Linked DNA regions of Triticum aestivum: region 1 is linked to region 2. Evidence: chromatin contacts called from public Hi-C data. All regions are on one chromosome and are shown on one strand. The core of a region is the stretch at or near the end of the contact, and the rest is flanking DNA. Distances in the headings are between cores, read along the strand shown. Region 1 holds the start of LOC123090776. Region 2 holds the start of LOC123090774.

Evidence for each region. Hi-C and Micro-C count contacts between places; a contact is called where the count stands out from the background.
Region 1: a Hi-C map of leaf shows a contact between it and region 2, with 2.6 times the contacts expected there. The contact joins the promoter of LOC123090776 here to the promoter of LOC123090774 in region 2. A contact is called at or near these places in 2 of 5 Hi-C or Micro-C datasets (both in leaf).

Annotation. Positions count from the first base shown.
Region 1 is chr4B:29,257,006-29,263,288 of IWGSC CS RefSeq v2.1, forward strand. It overlaps LOC123090776, which reads left to right and starts at 2,111. Exons shown (of 11, transcript XM_044512115.1): 1 at 2,111-2,314; 2 at 2,728-2,879; 3 at 3,490-3,611; 4 at 4,516-4,624; 5 at 4,706-4,745; 6 at 5,415-5,504; 7 at 5,612-5,711; 8 at 5,810-5,949. The coding sequence starts at 2,738.
Region 2 is chr4B:29,101,890-29,108,194 of IWGSC CS RefSeq v2.1, forward strand. LOC123090774 reads left to right here and starts at 2,846. Exons shown (of 2, transcript XM_044512112.1): 1 at 2,846-2,981; 2 at 3,065-4,368. The coding sequence starts at 3,106. The coding sequence ends at 4,185.

The DNA of each region.
Region 1 (6,283 bases), core at 861-3,360, 150 kb after region 2:
ATGATCAATGGGAAAAAATAAAAAAGCTATCTGTTGCAGGTCCTATCGTGGAGGAGATCAAAGGCCTCATGGCAAGGATGCAAAGTTTACTTCTTTTTTTGCGAATAATGATGCAAAGTTTCCTGGAGAAGGAGATCAGCTAACCGAGCGGCTCGCATGCTAGCTAAGCTAGTGGTAGCCGGTAGGTGATGAAATTTGTGCGGAATGGCGATCTATGCCTCCTGATTGTATATCGCATGTAATAGCGGATGAGATCCCAACCTTTGTTTAATGAAAGAACTTATTTCCGGAAAATCCATCTCTGCACCCAAGCTCATCTGCACCCGCACTGACAAAAAAATCAAAATAAATACTAGAAAAATTCAAAAAATTCAAAAAAATGTGCGGTAGAAAATTTGATGCGTGAGGTTCACTCCAATTTTCAAATCATTTGGACGTCTGACGAGCTCTCAGCAAAAAAGACAAATTAGGGGTCTGTAAAAATATTTACTGTTCATGTACTGTTTTTGTCCGATTTGTCTTTTTTAATGAGAGCTGATAAGATGTCCAAATAACTTGAAATTTAAAGCGGGCCTCATGCATCAAATTGTCTACCGTATAAATTTTGTTTTGGAATTTTTTGATTGTTTTGGAATTTTTATGAATTTTTTCTAACAGGATGCAGATGAGCCTGGACACCAAAACATCCTACTCCTTATTTCCCTTAAAAAGAAGATAACGATAATGCCTTGAAGACTGACCTTGACAGAAAAGGATAGAGACGAAAATATTGTTGGCTACTAGTAGTTGGTGTAATGGTGTTTGAGCGGCAGAGGCAATAAGTGTACGGTGTGGACCAGAATGGGACAGGAAATAAATCAAAAAATATACTCCGCATATTCACTATGAATATGAATGAAATGGGAGCACTAACTACAGCTTCTTCTTTTTCTTAGGCTGCTCATAGTGGGGAGTATCATATACTAGTATCATATGTATGATACTAGTATATGATACTACCTCCATAGTGTATAGTATCATAAAGTAATATCATAAATAATCATATTTATTGTCATGCATGACACAAAGTAGTATAGTATTTAATATGATATCTACTTATGTTACTAAATGTGGGAAACTTTAATCTCAGTTGGACCAAAGTGGTTTGAGCAATGATCGTTTTGGTTGGTTGGCTATTGTGGTTGGTTTTTTTGCCGCATGTGCACTTATAAACAGGCCCATCCGTTGAAAATCAAACAATGTACGTGAATGTTGGAATAGACCTAGCTGCAACGAATTACACCAATACGTGATGTTCTGTGCAACAAACCCATAAAGTAGATGTTTTGTGCAAAATCAACATCAATAATTAGTGGTTTGTGCAATTACCTCCCAGTTCGAGCCTCACTCCTATCCACTAATATTAAAGTTGGTGCTAGCTTCTCCTTCGACCAGCACATCTATCTCTATATCTATACTTGTATCTATTTCTAATTTTATATTTATATCTATCTCTACTTTTTATATACTTAAAAACTAGTAGTTCCTCGTCAACCGGTTCTCCACCTCCTACCACGTCCCTCCATCGATTTATTTCATCCAACCAGTTTTTTTGTCCCACCACAGCCTTTGTCCATACTTTCTTTGTATGTTAATCAATCACCTTAATTTACTTACCTTTTGAACCAATTTTATCTTAATGTACTTACCAAACTTCTGATTAAACTATAAGATAAATCACGGACAGGGTTCTACAAATATTTATTTACATAAAACATACTATTGGCTATTTATATCACATTGCAATGCACGAGCATTGTCCTAATATAGTGGAGTATATCATCATCATTATAGAAAGCCTGAAAGGGGCAAATCCAACTATCTTTTTTTGAACTATCAATTAATACCCAACCCCTTTTTTTTATCAGTAAAAGTATTCCATGTTAAGAGAAAACTGTCAATTGCTGGTTAAGTCACTCTTCATTCTTGATCTATCTTATGTATTCACAGATTGTCTTGCACCAATTCTGAAATAGGAATTTTCTAAACTTCAGGCTGAGAACTTCTTAATTCTTGATTGAAACTCTTGAAATACAGCGCACAGAAATCTGTCCCTTGTGGGCAGAAGAGGGAAAAGAACCCCTCATAACTCCTCGGTCGGCTGGGTGGGCCGCACGAGCACCGACGAGAGTCAACAACAACTATAAGCCGATCGAGGCCGAGCTTCCCTGCTCCTCTTGCCTTCTCCGTCTCCCTCCCTTCCGCCCCTCTCCCTCGTCGATCACCACCAGCTCGAGGTCCGGCTCTCCGTCCCGGGGACCGATCTCCGCACACGGTAAGCGTCCGTCCAGCAAGGCTCATATGGTTTCCTAATTTCGATCCAATCCATCTGGCATCTCCTCTGTTCCCACTCACGGGCTGCTCTGTTCTGCATCTGGAACACTGCTTCTTGCCTGGATTGGATTGGATATCCCGTTTTACTTGCTGGCGCTCCATGGGGCAAATTTCAGGAGCCGAGCTCCTTAATTTTTCCGTTTGAGTGGCCTTCGCTTTCTTTCCACCTCAGGAGCGCACGCCTTTGACGATTCTTTCCTTTCTTACTTGACGCCTTTAGGCCCTTCCTTTCTTTCTGTGGGGATCTTGGGCTCGTGCCGTGCGGATTCTATATTCGTTTGATCGGTTTGGTTTTGGAGGATTTTTGCGATTTTGGTTGTCAAAGCTCTCATCTTCGTTGTGTTGTCGGTCCAGGTAGGTGCCCATGGAGACGAGGAAGGGAATCCTGGAGCTGCGCGACCGTCTGGACAAGACGCTGGCGTGCTCTGATCTCGCCGACGAGGGCTCTTTGATATCTCTGGTCAAGAAGCAGATTTTGGAGTCGTCTCTGCCCGGCTCTGACCAAGGTTTGGGTCTGATTACTTTTTTCTCTGGTCCATCTTTGGTTAGCTAGTTCATTTGTACCCCACCACTAATAGTCATAACTGTAATTACTTTTCTCTCTACCTCCTATTATGCCATTAGAAACGTGTGAGTTTTTCCATTGCTAAATATTCCCGGGTAACATTAATGTGCCATATGTGTAATTAAATTGCTGGTTAAATTTAAGGATTAAATGCAAGATTTCAATAGTACTATCTCTATCATGGTTTATTAGCCCCTTGGTAGTTTTTTTCAAAGTTTCACCATATATTTAACTAACAAAATGTTAATGCCCGTCGTAAAAAATTATATCGTTGGATTGTATTTGAACATAGTTGCCGACGATATTATTTTTTGCTGTGTATAACTTATATTTTATTAGTTAAAATCGTGGTCACAATATGACTCTAAATACAAAGGGGGCTAATAAATTAGGACGGAGGTAGTAAAATCGGCACCTCTTATTTTTGTATTACTGAATTAAACTGCTTTGTGATTTGTATCTTCCCATCCGAATTTGCTTCTCATTGTAGATTCATTTCTATACCAGCCTACATGTGTGTGTGTTTTCATTTTGGGTTATGCCTTCTTTAGGCAACATCGATTTGATTGCTGAAGCACGAGCCAAAGAAGTCTCGAATTTTCTTGAAATGCTAGACACTTCAGGAAATGAACGGCCTTCAGATATTCGTGGGCCGCAACAGAAGGAGTGGAAGGTATACAAATTAACTAAAGTTAATATGCTTGTACAAAAATATTGTGAACATTATGTGATTAGAATGTGCAATAATAAATTTATGTTTTATTGTTTTGCATCATAGCGTAATCAGTTCATTGATTTCTTTCTTATTCTATATTTCAAGAGTGCAATAGTTTACCCTTTTTTTGTGAACATGAAGAATGCCACAAGGCCCAAGATACAAGGGTGGTGACAACCAAAACCCAAAACAGAAAAACAGAAACAAAAACAAAAGAAAAACAAAACAGGAACGCTTATTCTAGGCTACCAAAAAGGAGAGGGATAAGCGGACATGGAGTTTTGGTTCCCAGCTGGATGAATATTAAATTAAGAAAAAATAGCAATGAAATCTAAAAAGTTATGAAATTTTTTATGGCAAACATTGATGCATCTTTCACCTGTGTGCAATGTTTCGTGAAGAAAAAACATTTGTAATGCCCTGGAAAAAAAATTGATGCTACAAAAAGACTATTTGTGAAAACATTTTGGAACACAGATTTTTTTTTGCCCAGACCTCGACGAATGTTATTTCACCACGGAAGTTTACATGTACGGAGAGAAGTAAGCAACATTTGTTTATTTTAAAATAAAAATCAGATTTACAAAAAATATATTTTTGCTATTTTCTGGAGTTATGCTATTCGTAGAAGGAGCATTTAAGCTTGGGAGCAGAATGATGCTTTCAGGGATAAGCAGCACCCTTGTCAAAATACATACCACCAAGAGTGAAATGTTTTACCTTTGTTTGTAGTTTAGTATTGTGCTCCAAAGTTGGCTGTTCTTTTATCTTATTCCCTCGTTTAGAGAGTGGTTAATTGTTTTCTTTGGTCTCCGTGCAAGTTCTATGAATTGCTTGAATGATCGGTTATTCTATTTTGTAGGTGAAGCAGGATACAGACCAATTACGGGTCATGTACCGCGAAGGTCCAGATGGGACCCCATTTCATACTCTTCTTGCTGAAGGCTTTGCTGATGGTCCTATCGATGTTTGTAAGGAACTATAACCCCACATTAATGAGTAAATCACAATAACTTCAGATAGCCACTTAAGCTCGCTGTTTTTATTCATAGGTACATGTGTGTCATGGGAATCAGGTCTATACAGAAAATGGTGAGTGTAATTGTTTTGTAGAAAAATGAGATCAGTACATTGCTTTCTTTATTGAAGATAATAATTGTCTATCTTTACATTTAGCTTCGCATTCTTGGGAACTACACATGATGTTCTCAAATTTTTGTTTGACTTGTGTACCACTAAAATTCTTTATAGTATTGAACAAATAGATTGCCATTTCATGGGTTCTTAACTCAGCTTCTTAACTACTTCTGCGCGCTCTTCATTGTAGGCAAACTATTTATGCTACGTATTAGAATCCTGCTCCTTGATTCCTCCAGTCACATTTGGTGCCTAATTCACAAGTCTGCCACCCGTGCCGGTTTTACTTCCAGTAGCCACATATCTTGCAAATACCCACTTTACTAATGCTGTACAGGTGCATCTAAACACCATGCAGTGATTTGACAAGACATCATAAAATTGTTTTTCACCCAGTATATAATGATTGGATTACACCATTTTCAAGAGAATAAATATTGGATTAGCCCACTACGTACAGATAAAGTTTTTAAAGAGTGTTGATTCATACGTGATGCTCCATGTTTCACAAAGTAAACATGTTGCCCGTGGTGTACTTGAACATTGAAGTCAACCTCGGCCAAAGAAAACAACAACTTAGTCAAATGAATTCCCTCATGAACTTATGAGATTGTTTTTCTCTAGGTTTCCGCAGTACAATCTGCCAACATTTAAAATTGCTCAGTCAGGCTGCTTGAAGAAGATTCGGATTGGCGAAGAAATTTCTTTAATCAGGTTGGTTGAAGACTAAATTTATCTAAAGAGTCCTTTCTTACATTTTCATTTGACCTCCCTTTTATAGCTGTTGTAGCTAATTTTTTTATTCACTATTTGGAAGAAAGGGTGAAGGTCCCCTGGCCAGTTTCAGAGAGAGAAGCTCTTCTACACTACTTTCAGTTTGAGTATCTTAAAGAAGACCTTGTCATTGTGATCATGAAAACTGTGCGTAGGTTGATTTTTATTTTTGTGAACCTCTTCCTACAGCCTTGATAGTCTGTGTCCTAGTTTGTTTATTTACTGCTTATTGACTTGTTTTGCAGATATCCAATTTGGATAATTTCAGTATGCAGACACATGGATTTACTATAGATGGAATCCCTGAAGCTGGTGACACGATTCGGATGGATGTAGTTGGAGGCTTTGTCTTACAGAGGATTACCAAGGAAAGAAGTTTTTTCAGGTGAAGTCTGATTTTGCATTTCGACAACTGATAACTCATAACTGAGATAGAGCACCATATGTCATCTGAGACCACTTCCTAGGCCTTCGAAATTGTGCACACTATCTTTTCACAAAACCAATCAATATGGCAACCCTTTCAGACGAGTATTGTTGTGGATGATCTTTGTCACAGAAAGCAGGGGAATTCATTGAAGTGAAAAAAAAACTTGGGTGGGAGGGGGGAGGGGGTTCTGTTGTTAGTTAGGCCTGTAGGCCTTTTTGTAGCCTGCTTGGTCTTGGTTTTGTACTTGCGGGTTCACTAATACACAAAATTCACACATTTTTATGTGTGC
Region 2 (6,305 bases), core at 1,596-4,095:
GACCTTGTGACCCTAGATACCCTACATGCATGTATATAAGCCGTGGGGTTTAGCCCGTAGAGGGGACATTAACGCAATATCATTCACCTAGCCCTAGAGTTAGACCACATCTTACGATCCCGAGGTAGATCAACTATGTACTCGATACATCTCCATTAATATAAACAAGAGTAGGACATAGGGTTTTACCTCCATCAAGAGGGACCAAAACTGGGTAAAACATCGTCTCTCTGTTCCTATTACCATCTGTCCGAGATCGACATCTCGGGACCTCCTACCCCGAGGTCTGCTGGTTTTCACACCGACACCAGCCTTCTTATCTACAACATCTCATATGCTTCATGGTGCTCAAAACGTCTTTGGAGCCCCGGTTCTAAGCCGTAAAGCATGGCGTATTGAACTATTGTGTAGTCATCATTTCTTGTCTGCCAGACGTTCATAGTGTGTAGATTTGCGGGAGCGAGTGGCTCACCTAGCGGTGCATCAAAAACATAAGCCTTTTGTGCAGCAGTGAGGATAGTCCTCATATTACCGACCCAGTCTGCATAGTCTTTTAACCTTTTCTTTTTCTAGGAACGCATTAAAATTCAGACTAGCTACAGTGTGAGCCATTGATCTACAACATAAATTTTTAAAGAGATTTAGATTAAGTTCATGATAATTGGTTTAGTTAATCAAAATACTAGTGAACTGCCACTTAAATCAACATCCCTTAAGTTGTGTAAGTGTTACATGATCCAAATCAACTAACCCATATCCGATCACCATTTCAGATGGGGTGGTCATCAATGGTGAACATCTCCATATTGATCATATCTACTATATGACTCATGTTCGACCTTTCGGTCCTCCGTATTCTGAGGCCATGTCTGTATATTCTAGGCTCGTCAAGTTTAACCCAACTATTACGCATGTGTAAAACATGATTACATCCGTTGTATGTGAACGAAGAGTCTATCATACCTGATCATCACGAGGTGCTTCGAAATGACAAACTTTTGCAACGGTTCAGCTGGTTCCCGTGCTACTGCTAGCCATTTACCCCACGCTACTGCTAGCCATTTTCCTAGTAGTGTAGGGGTGCACATCTGACTAAACAATTTTTTCCCTGTTGTTCAGACTAACTGACTGAATGGGTTTAAAACATGTAAGCTTTTTTTGATGCAATCTCGTGAAACTCTTTATTAAATTCTGATAATGTTTATAGGGACGAACGTAAGATCACCAGGATGGCGCATCCATACATGACGGCCGGTTCCTAGTGTAAGAGCATGTTTCGCTAAATTGTGAGCCTCAATATTCGAGATTCCATACGCATAACTAAAAGAACAAGTACTACATCGGTCTCAAAGTTGGATTAAAATTAAGACATTTATTGTGTATTTTGAGACGGATGGCGTAATAGATAAACTAGAGTGGTGTAAAATTTCTAGAAGAATGGCACCATAAACCGCTGCACTCCCATGCACTCCTCCTATATACACTACTCGCAAAAGAAGAAAGAAGTATACAAATCACCCCAAAATCCAATCTTTGGGATTAGGGCTGGAATTCGAGCCGAGTCGAGCCAGCTCGGCTCAACTCGCTAGAGCTCGTTTCGTTAACGAGCTAGCTCGACTCGACTCGTTACTATAACGAGCTCAAACCCAAGATTGGCTCGACTCGTATAACTCGCGAGCTGGCTCGTTTAGCTTGTTAAGCTCGTTAAATATATAAACATAAAGCCCTCAAATATAATAAAAATGATTATGTATATATTAAACATATATATCACTAAACAATTGTAATTTCCTTGTAACGCATGAGTCTTTTAGGAGGCTAGGCCTTCAACGGGTAGACCTTGGGTTGTGCGCTTGGGACCTAGGTTGTTTAGTGGCCGATCTTTCTTTGTATTGGGATTGGCTGATCTATTGTATCAAGTCTAACGAGTTACACGAGTACTCGTGAGATTGGCTTGTTTAACTTGGTTTGTAAACGATCTTAAACTAAAGCTCGGCTCGACTTGTTATTCTTCGAGTTCGAATCGATTCGAGCCGAGTCACGAGCTACTTGTTTAGCTCGCGAGCTTCGAGCTTTTTTTCCAGCCCTATTTGGGATACATACCCCCTTGAACTCAAAACCGGGACAAATCACACCCTCAAATTACTAAAACCGGGCAGTGGTTTCAATCAAATCTTGAGCTGTTTTTGTCTCCCCTGATGCCGATTAGATGCTAACAAGGAAAAAAACTTTGAATGGGGCCCATTAGCCAGTTGCCCCCTTGCTTCTCCTCTGTCCTCTATTCCCCTTTGTCTCTCACGCGGAGAAAATCCCCACCTCGCCTCCATCCCCATCATCGGCGCGGGCCTCTGGCTGGCGCACGTAGGAGCAGACGGCGTTGCGGAAGGCGCAGCAGCCGCAGGAGCAGACGGCGATGAGCAGCAGCAGCACGACGTTGACGATGGTGACGTTGTGCCACTGGCAGCGCAGCTGCTCCATCACGCCGGCCCTGCACGACTCGCAGCCGTAGCAGAGCACCGCCGGGTCGTTCTGCCACCGGAAGCAGTCCTCGTCCTGCACCGCCACCACCATCGGGCCCAGCCTCGTCACGCCGCCGCCGTAAACGCCGTAAACGCCGCCGCCGAGACAAAAACCGCTCAAGATTTGATTGAAACCACTGCCCGGTTTTAGTAATTTGAGGGTGTGATTTGTCCCGATTTTGAGTTGCCAAAGAAAGATTGGATTGGATTTTGGGGTGATTTGTATACTTGTTTCGCAAAAGAAACCCAAAAGAGGGAGTCCGTCCAGGGACCAGGGAAGACAAGGCTTTGCGTGGGCTGATGCTTGGTAATATGGCCCAGTCGGCCCATGGTTAATTATCATCATCCATATACAGAGTTACAGACGAGAAGAAAGGCGTGGCTTTCCTCGTTCCATCCCCCAATCTCGCCGCCGCCGCCGCCGCCGCCGCGCCTGCTTCGATTCGTCGAGTCCCGTTGCAGGTATTGCTTAATCTTTCCCGGTCGATTCTTGCAGATTGATGGATTTGTTGTTTGTAGATTGATTTTGCGTCCTTTTTGTCTAGTTGGTCCGGATCCGGAGGCGGAGCCGGAGCCGGAGAAGAAGATGAAGGCACGGCAGTTGGTGAACGTGGTGATGCGGAGGTACGGCATGGGCAGCAGCCACTATTCGGTGAGCCGCATCAAGCCCGAGGAGCAGCTCTTCTTCCCATCAACCAAGGAGGCGCGGGAAGCATCCAGCACGGGGACGGGGGAGATGGAGACCATCTCCAGGATGCCCGCCGCGCCCAGCCTGAGCCTCGTACGCTCGGCGGTTCTGGTGGAGAGGCTGGATTTCCTCCCTTTCTACGAGCGCAAGATCCTCTGCGTCGACGCCCAGGGCCGCACCGTCCTATACGACGCCGACGCCGACGCCGACGCCGGCCTCCTCCATCCGCTGCCCTCCCTCAGGGGTCCCAAGGGGCCCAACCCCATCTCCTTCTCCATCCTCGACAGGGAGCCTCTGGACCCGCGGCGGGCCGACGTCCTGTACGTCATGCCCAGGTGCCCTCGGCGCTACGACTACTACAGCTTCGAGGCCCTCATGTACAGCGACCCCTCCAACGGCAGGAAAGGCTGGCGGTGGCACCGCCTCCCGCCTCCGCCCGCCTCCGCCAACGGCTGCCACGCGCTCGTCGACAAGGACGGCGGCGGCGACCCCATCCTCGTCGTCTCCTCCGCCGACGGCACCCACTGCTTCCACACCTTCACCAACACCTGGTTCGAGGCTGGAGGCTGGAGGCTGCCGTTCGCAGGCCGTGCCCACCGTGTTGCTGAGCTCGACAACCTCTGGTTTGGCATCGCCCGCGCCTGGCCCTACGACCTTTGCGCCATGGACCTCTACCCCCTCTGCGGCGGCCTATGCCCCGAGGCCGAGGCTCCGCGGCTGGCCTACAGCTGGGGAGACCACCTTAGCCTGCCGGACGACTGGGAGATGATGGACTGCAGCATGGTGTACCTGGGCGGCGGCAGGTTCTGCGTCGCCAAAATCTTTGAATTCTGCCACGGCGATGATGACCGCAAGGGGATGGGTGTCATCTCTGGCTTGGAGGTGGTGCGCCAAGGGGAGCCATCCAAACTCGTCATGGTCAAGCACAAGTCCAAGCTCTACAAGTTTACCAGGGATGAGATCCAGTGTATCCTCTAGACTAGAGCAAATGAACAATGTTCATGCTAAGTAACTACTCCCGGAGGTAGATGAGGGAGTAGCATGGGAGCAAACAATATCTGGACGAGTGCTATGTGTGTGTTGGCTAGTTTCTTGGACAGCAGCACTTGTGTGAATGCGAATGCGATTTGATTTTGGTTGTAATGTAAATTTCCCCCTGCCTGGTACCGTTTGTTTGCTGTCACAAATCTAACTTGTTTTAAAATATTTATCTTAGTTTTAGCAGCTAATTACACATTTTGTATGTAGTGAGCAAAATATTAATCCCGGCCTGGGCCTGCCTGCACCAAGACTCTGTGTATACTATTTAAGCTTGTCTCTATCTATATGCACTTGACTTGAGTCATCAGGCTCCTTTGTATATTTATTAGTTGTGCCTCTACTTCTCTACAGATTTCTTGCAAACTGTGAAGATGGTCCTCTTTGCTCTGCTAATTTAAGTTCGTCATATATATATTAGAAATATCTGCTCCAAAAAAGTTGAATTCTCCAACAAAGGAGTCCAAATATCTGCTTCACACTTGTAACTGTTTTAAAAAAAAATCATCTTAGCTAATTATGTTGGCACATTTGTTATGCCTGGCCTGCATCCCTCAACATGTGTGGGGAACCTCGTCTTCAGTTCCTCGGTTGCTTGTCAGACCGAATAAGACTAAAAATACCAGCTACCAGTTCCTCGTCTTCAGTCAATGTTGACAATGGATATTAACTTAGATTTTCCCAAGATTTTGGCTGCTATTCCGAATTACTCTATTATTCCGAAGCCAATGAAAAGTAAGTAGAACCTACAATGGATACTCGGTTCCTCGGTTGTGGAGTACATACAATGAGTTCGGAAAATACACAATCCCAAAATTGACTCAAAACGCATACCAGCTACCTGGAAAATTCAAAAACTGAAAAGCACACCATACGTCCAAACACTCTTGACTTTCATTTCTCATCTGACTCCCAATTTGCATACTCAGTTCTTTTTTCCAGAACACCACCTCTCTTATTCGAACTTGTGGATTTTTCCTACTGCTCCAACTACAGGAAGGCGTTCATCAATACCAAATTCGATAATTTCAGCAACTTACACACGTACTCTATGATGTAGGGCCTGTATTATTACAATTACTTCACTAGAACAACTTGTGCAGAGTAACAGCAGCTGATCCGATGAGCTGGAATTCCCGCTTCAATTGGACTGGAAACAAAGTCATCTGAGATCTGCCCATCTATTTACACGATTCAAATCCTGCACAACCCAACTTACCCACCCAATCCATCTAAACAAAAAGCTCCAAAGGAAAAAAAAAACATCCATATCGAGCTCCTCACGCCTTCACACTCAGCGCCCCACCTTGATTCTGCTTTCAGTTTCTGCTTGAGGCCTACAGATCGATGCCTATAAAGATAAATCAACATTTCTGAATGTCAGCAAACGACAAGTAGTGCACCATAGTGACAGACAGAAACAAACATATCAAGAATAGCCATCCATACTTCGAATCCTAATATGGAAGTGCTCCATCGTTAGCGCTGCTAGGTCACTCAAACTAGCTCTGCGCCATCAAAAAATAATATGTGAAGTAGAAGTAGCAACTGGCATTAACTTGAGACAAGAAAGAGATTAATGGCGAATTGCACAACCAAGGGTCTTGGTGTGCTGCTTCTCATGCCATTGAAAAAAAAATATTTGTTACGATAAACTCTAGGCTTTTATGCAAACAGTACAAGTATGCCTAAACAAGCGTCTTTGCTGTGCTGCTTCTCATGCCATTGAATAAAACAGTTGTTACGGAACACTGTAGGCATCTGTACCAACATTAAAAGTATGTAATATGGTGGTGCCTTTATCAGGGAAAAAAATGTAACGTGCTGCCAAGCATTCATACATCAGAACCTAAAGCTGGCAGATGCATGGTAAACTTGGACAAGAAAAGAAAGTGATGAAAATATGAGAGATACTTACCCTCAAAACATGGTTGATTTGAGAACAAATAAACCTAGCCTTCAGCTCCTTAACTTTAGAGTAAGTCAGCCATACTATCATTGTTAACACGCCTGTTCCAGGAAGTTCATTGTGTTACTTACAGTTGAACATTGATAAAGCT